2 separate regions of the Ovis aries genome follow, and region 1 is linked to region 2. Evidence: chromatin contacts called from public Hi-C data. All regions are on one chromosome and are shown on one strand. Each heading gives the region's core, a stretch centred on a gene start, on an enhancer-like site or on the middle of the called end of the contact. The rest is flanking DNA. Distances are from core to core; before and after follow the strand shown.

Region 1 (3,543 bases), core at 234-2,733, 56 kb before region 2:
GGATTGAAACAGGGAACTCCCGAGAAGTAGCCATTTTATTAGTTTCTTTCAGTGGTTTTGAAAACTGCCTTTGTAGCACATACTAATACAGATTTTTATCTTCTCTGCCTTTACCAAAAGTGCTATCTGTACTCTTCTATGCCTTGCTCCTGTATCCTAGAGATTTTTCTTATTAGTACGTAGAGATCTTTCTCATTTAAAAAAACTGTAAATTTAAAACTTTTTAGTTGTCACTTTTATAATAAAATACTACAATAAGACAGAAATATGTACAGTAATGAAATACTCCGTCCGTTTTTGGAACAGTCCCTGGAGTAACCCTTTTGATCTCACTGCATCTTAGTGTGCACGTGTGCTATTTTCTTCTCCCTGCTTTTCTTGCCTAACTTCATATAGCAACTGAACTTAGTTACCCACACCAACTCTGAAGACACAACAGTTCATATTACAGCCAATATGGTGTGGGGAAGAGAGACTTGAGAATTTCTGCTAAGGGCCCTCCAGACCTCTGGCTGCTTCACTGGAGCAGGAGCAGAGCTTTGTGTCACTACCCGTGAAAAGGCATGGCCTTCCTATGTAGTTTTTGTTCTGGAGAAAATTCCTGTAGAGCTTAATACCCTGTAACTGTCCCATTTTATGACTCTGGCCCATTGCCTTTGGAGCAACATGGAAGAATGCTCATGATAGAGTGTTACGTGGGAAAAAGCAGGAAACAGTCATATACAACCCTTATTGCAGTTGTGTTTTACAGGGAAAAAACGCAGAAATAAAAGTCTGAAAGGAAATGTATCAAAATATTGTAATAGATTTTGTTAGGGTGCTGGGTTTTTTTCACTTCAACTTTTCTGTACTATGGTCAACTTATTTTTATAATAGGAGAAGAAAGGGTTAAAAAAGAAATTTGCTAGTGGCCAGGATGTGTGAAAATGAGGTTTTTAGAAGTATTTGGACCTAATAAATGAATCCCTGCAAAGACATTGGAGCTCTATTATCCAGTTCTGTGAAGCAGGTAACAGCATCTTTTACTTCATTCTCCCTAGTAATCCTAGCCTGCTTCTCTTTGAAAAGTCAGACTACAACTTTTAAAGACTGTTCTTTTGTGCACCCCCCTGGGTAAGGGAACCCCAGAACACCAGTCAACAGAAGGGCATTGGTAGCCCCTCATCTACAAGATGGAATGGCCATTCTTCTCTCCTAATCCCACAGTGATTCCAGCTCTGTTCTAAAAGTCACGATTTGTTTTCTCTTGGATCTGTTAGATGAGAAGATTAGACACTCTTCTGTCTGCCTGTCTGTGTGTTTAAATTTCTTCTTTGCAAGAAAAACTGCTCAAATCCTTCCAAATCTCCCTTTTCCTATTCGGCTTGCTTTCCTCCTGCTCTGCTTGCATTTTTCTTTTCAGCCACGGGGTGTGCGCAGTTGAGCCATTTTGGCTCAGGTTCCATATTGTGAGGTCAGAAACCAGGGATTGGAGGAGACCATCAGGTGACTTTCTGTAACTGATGACGGTCCTGTCCTCATCCCCACCCCTTCTCCCCCCTCGTCCCCACCCTATCCTGGCTTCCACCTTAGGAACAAAGAAAGGAAAAAAACAGCAGTGTGACGAAAACCAGCAGCTGCATCTGCAGATTCAGGCTGGGGGCTGGGTGTTCATTCCATCTGTTCTATTTGTTATGCTTTTATCCCGTTACTTCCCCTCCCAAAACCCAAAATAAAATGGAGGATATTTCTAGGATCCTTTGTTACAGAGAATGGCTTAGAAGTCTGCAGTTTACTCTGTATTTAGGTTGAGGGCAGCAGTAAGAGGGGGTGAGGCTGGGCAAAGACTAAAACTGCTCCCAGCACCTAGAAAAAGATGAAGCTATCTTATCTTCTCATTCCATTTTATCCCAGAATATGTATTTAATGTCAGATACTGTGACAGAGGCTCATCACCTATTCTTTCTGATTATTGAAACAATGCTGCCAAATAGGTATCATCTTCATTTTATAACTGACAGATATGACTATGTCCTTTGTTTACTGAGAGCTCATAGCAAGTAAATACCAAGCCAGAATTTTACCCCAGGTCTTTTGTGCTCTGAAATTTAGCATTACTGACAGGAGGGGCAAGAAGGCAGGAATGTTAGAAAAGGCTGAGGTACCCTCTGCTGGGCACCATCCTGGCCCTGTGCCAGTGCTCTTCACCTTTCATCAGTGACCAGTGTCCTGATCTCTTTAACAGATGACTCTCAGGAGAGAAAAGGAGATGGAAGGGAACATACAGGTTAAAAGAGAATGTAAAAATATGTCAACCCCTTATTTAGATCCTGATTCATTTTTTTTTAAGAAAGGAGAAGTCTTTATTCCTAGTACCTTAATTTGATGCCTTTTCTCCTGCCCTCTCACCCTCCTGTTTCCTTGCATAAACCTGTCCTACTCTTTTGCTGACTTGCTTGGGACAGTGCCCGTCCTTCTAGCCCCTGCCCAGCGACATCTCTGAAGCTGGTCTGGTTGTTAGCACACCCTTGCTGAGTCACTGTCCTGGGTGTGCTGGGAAAGTATCTGTGAGAAGCTCAGTGGCTGTATTATTGTCTGGATGAGCAGATTGCTTGTAAAGTGCCCAGATTCTGAACACTGCTTTTCTGCCACCCTTTCACACTTCTGTGTGCCCTTTTCTTGCTGACTCTCAGCACTAGGTTCTTATAGATTTGGAATTCTGTCTGGCCTTGTTCTTGACCTTCAGGTTTATCCATTTCTCCGAGTTTGCTCCATTCTTCTTGACAGCTTGCACATCTGTTACTGTCCAGTTCTGTGTGATTTTGCAGATGGATATTTGTTTTGGCTAAGAGGTCAGTGATAGAAATCTGGTTACCTTTGGGCAGGGATAAACAGCTGTTCAACTGGCATGCTGTTTATCTGTCTCCCCACTATCCTCCCCACAGTGGTGTATACCTCTGAGTGACTTTGAGGGTGCTCAGTTTCCCTCCTATCACAGTGAAGGGGAATATAAAGTGGAAATCCTGGCCATGGGCACCTTACATTAGCACATGGTAGGCTTCTCTTGCTGTGTCCTCTTCCCAGAATCAAAGAGTTCTTGTAAAGCTGAAGAGACATAGTTTGTTGTATGCCAGGTAGACTTGGTGAGTCCATAGCTGTGTTATTCTCACAGAAAGCCTGTTATTATTTCCTAGAGATCTAACACAATATTCTAATCTTTCAGATATGCTGGAGAGACCTACGCCTCTTCTATAAAGACCCAATTTTTTTTAGAGAGAACTGCAGGGGTACCAGAGTCCATTTTTTTTTCTTTAATCTTGCTATTATGAGTCTGTGCTCATGTGTGTTGTATGTATTGCTGTTATCTCACTTTATGGACACTGGATAAACTCACATGTTTGTGCTGCCTCATTTAAGTAGTGAAAACCATTGGTGCCTTGGATCCATGGATTTCTCAACATACTTCTGCTTTTTCCATCTTTCTCATGTGCTTTTAGTCATAAAGTATTCAGTTTACTCAAAGGAGCTGTAGCATGAGATTATGGAGGGTGTTCCCTATAGAAT
Region 2 (3,118 bases), core at 319-2,818:
CTTTCCCCTCCATAATATAAGAGGCTTTGATGCCAGGTTCCAGAGTCCCTGGGATTTCTCACCACAAGCCTCAATTCTGAGCAGCCCCTCTGGACCTCCACTCAGCCCTCAAGCCTCTGGGCCCTCGAGGCCAGTGCAGACTCTTATCCCCAACATCTGACTTGGGGGCCAGAGGCGGCTCTTCTCTGGTTGAGCTGGACCAGGCCTAAGCGTAATAGGAGCTCTCAAACAACAAAGAATTTTTATAAATTTAATATATTTATCAAGCCAAATGTGCAGATGCTAACTGGACGCTCTGGAGAAGTGGGCCCAGGGACGCCCCACCCTGTTCTCTCTCTCTTCAGCAGTGGGAAGGCCACATGCTTCAGTGGCCACAGCCACAGGAAGCTCAGATCCTCTGGCTAAAGGTAACACTTTGCCCTTCTGTGCTCCTCTCAGCTTCCCACTCCCAGGTAGGGGGTGAGAATGGCACTGGAAAAGCCTGGCCCCAAAGTATAGTTCTTAGAGCAAGGGGAGCTTAGGAGACCTCAGGCGCCCCCAGGGAGGCCTTGAGGCTGGGCAGAAGGGTTCTGGTTGCTAGAGCCTGTCTCCAAAGGGGCACCAGCAGCCCCCCTGAGCTAGTGCTGGGAGGACTATGATCAGGGGGTCCTGCTACTCTCCTCAATCCCCTCCTCCCTGCTGACATCTGGGGCTTTGACCCTTTCTTTTTTAATCTACTTTTGCTAAGATGTGTTTAATAATAACAATAAAGGGACAAAATGCAAACCTGTTTCCCTTGCCTCTTGGGCTTCTGGGATGTCATCACCTCCAGTTTGTTGGGTTTGTTTCCAACTGTTAATAAAGCATTGAAACAGTACTGCCTCACAGCTTCCTTTGTGAGTTTCTGCACTCTTTTCACTGTCATCCAGGCTCCTCCCCAGTTGTCCTGCCTCAAGCCTGTGACTGACTTGACAAATCATCAGAAGGGTGGTGGCACCTTCATGTGCTGGCTGGGTGCAGGGCTGGCTGTCTCTGTAAGGGAGTGGGGCCCCAGTTCAGCCCCTGCCCTTCTGCACTGATGCCTTTTAGCTCAGCCCTTTTCTGGGACCCCATCCCCACCTCCCCATGACTCCAGACTTCACCTGCAGTTTCCTGGCAGTTCCTGGGCCTCTCTTGCTAAGGGAAGCCTGTGACTGATGTTCTCCCACATTCCTCTCCCTGCAGACACACTTGGTGGCCACAGACCACCTTCCCGGCTGGGGCTCAGGAAACCTGAGCCTGCCCAGCAGAGGTCAAAAGACAGACGTCTTGATGCTCAGACTTGTTTGAGCACGCAGTGGCCTGCACAAAGAAACCTTACAGCCCAGACCCAGGATAGACAAGGAGGGGCTTGGAGAGGACACGAGGCCATTTGGACAGCTCTGGAACTAAAAGCCTCATTAAGTAGCCCTGCAGCCTGGGCAGCTACCTCTTCAGGATGGCTGGGGATGTGGAGGCGGGCTCCCTGCATCCTTCCTCCCTACCCTTGGAGGCCGCACATTTCTGGCTTAGGCCGCACAGGCACACTCACCAATCGGGACCAACCACAGCTGCTCACATGCTCTGCTCTGCCAGTCTCCTGCCGTGCCTGGAATAGAACCCAGGCGACCGACACCCCGCCCTCTGCAGCCTGGCTCTCAGAAACAACCCTGCTTCCATCTTAGGACGCGCACACCACCCTTCCTCCCCCGCAAGAAGGCTGCCCCCAGAAGCTTATGTGGAAGGCTCGGTTTCCATGACAACGGACTTCAGGCGCTCGCAGACGCCTGACCCACTACAGGAAAGCACACAGGATGTCCAGAGACAGCCACCCCCACCCCGCCGCTGGGCATGCCCTTGCCCTCACCGACTTTGCCTCATAACCCTAGTGGGTCTTTCTATCCTTCCGCGCCTTCTGGCCTTTCCTCCCACTCTGTTGCCTGCAGCTTTGGCGGCAGCAACCTCCAATCTCTCTTTCCTTGGAGGAGGCGGGAGGTGGGCTAGGCCAGTAGTGAAAGCGCCGAGAGAAGAAGGGAGGCCGTTTGGTCTGCGGGCAATCCAATGTCCGGCGTGCCCTCTGTCCCCTGGACGCCCCCTCCCCCTTTCCTGCACACACGTAAGGAAGCGGCGAACCCTGCCGTTTCCATGGCTTTGCTACAGAGTAACCTAGAATGTGAATTCCAGATGGAAAAACAGGCGCAAGCTATACACTGGGCCTCTGGCATTCCCTCCCTCCCACCCTCGTGGCATTCCCAAGCCCCCTGACGTGGGGGGGAGGGTGGGCAAAGGAGAGTCCACCCTCCTCCCGAGCAGCCGGGAGGGCGCTCAGGGTGGTCACTTGAGCAGGGAAGAGGCGGAACTCAGGAAGCGTCCACAGCCCCCGCTCCAGCTCTGTTCAGCGCGCGCCGCCCCCTCGCACGAGTCTGCTCTTCTGCCTGGAGACAGCGGCAGACAGACAACTGCGCACTGCCACGTCGCGCTCAGAAATCCCTCCTCCACTGCGGACCCGAAGCCGATTACACACACACGGTACAGTCCCACAGGCACCATTACGGTCAATCAGACACCGATTATATGTGCACAATCATGCTGCACGCATACACAGCCGCATTTAACAATTATACACAGATACTCAGGCAGCGACAAAAACCGAGACGCAACGCAATCATCGCCTCCCGATCCTGCTCTTCCAGCATACTACTCCGAGCTCATCACTCCATCCATACACACCAGGAGCCCTCATCTCTTACACAGAAACAGCCCACCTTTCAGAAGAAACCTTTTAATTTTTCAAAGAAAAAAAGCCATATAAATATTAGAGTATAAAACTTGCGTGAGACACAGGAAGGGGGCGGGGTCGGGAGCTACGTGACTATGCAAAGAGAAGCGCTTAGAGGAGTCAGTACGCGGGAAGGGGGCGCCGCAGCGCGTGGACACAGCACAAAACACAGCACGGGCCGCCGCGGGCGGGTTCGGGGACGGACGGCTGCTTGGAGCCCGCCGCCCGCTCGCCATCACGGAAAAATACGCCGCACTATACACTATTGGTTATTCTACACCAGCCGCAAGAGGGAGGGGGTTTCTATACTAAGTAAGGGCTGGAGTGGGGTTCTTGAGAAGC

What was found. Hi-C and Micro-C count contacts between places; a contact is called where the count stands out from the background.
Region 1: a contact with region 2 is called in a Hi-C map of hypothalamus, with 4 times the contacts expected there. The contact joins two enhancer-like sites. A contact is called at or near these places in 4 of 16 Hi-C or Micro-C datasets (hypothalamus, liver, muscle and 1 more).

The regions. Positions count from the first base shown.
Region 1 is chr5:50,307,306-50,310,848 of ARS-UI_Ramb_v3.0, reverse strand. All of the region lies in intron 19 of DIAPH1 (diaphanous related formin 1), which reads left to right. Among named protein-coding and RNA genes, the nearest start is that of DIAPH1, 62 kb to the left of the region's middle. Within about 2 kb of position 1,483, at least 38 of the 54 cell types and tissues checked have an H3K27ac peak or open chromatin away from gene starts, as enhancers often do. A contact at or near this core is called in hypothalamus, where this site is marked.
Region 2 is chr5:50,251,686-50,254,803 of ARS-UI_Ramb_v3.0, reverse strand. It overlaps DIAPH1 (diaphanous related formin 1), which reads left to right. Exons shown (of 29, transcript XM_060415855.1): 29 at 1-856. It overlaps LOC101105495 (protocadherin gamma-C4), which reads right to left. Exons shown (of 4, transcript XM_027970335.2): 4 at 2,764-3,118. Among named protein-coding and RNA genes, the nearest start is that of DIAPH1, 120 kb to the left of the region's middle. Within about 2 kb of position 1,568, at least 19 of the 54 cell types and tissues checked have an H3K27ac peak or open chromatin away from gene starts, as enhancers often do. A contact at or near this core is called in hypothalamus, where this site is marked.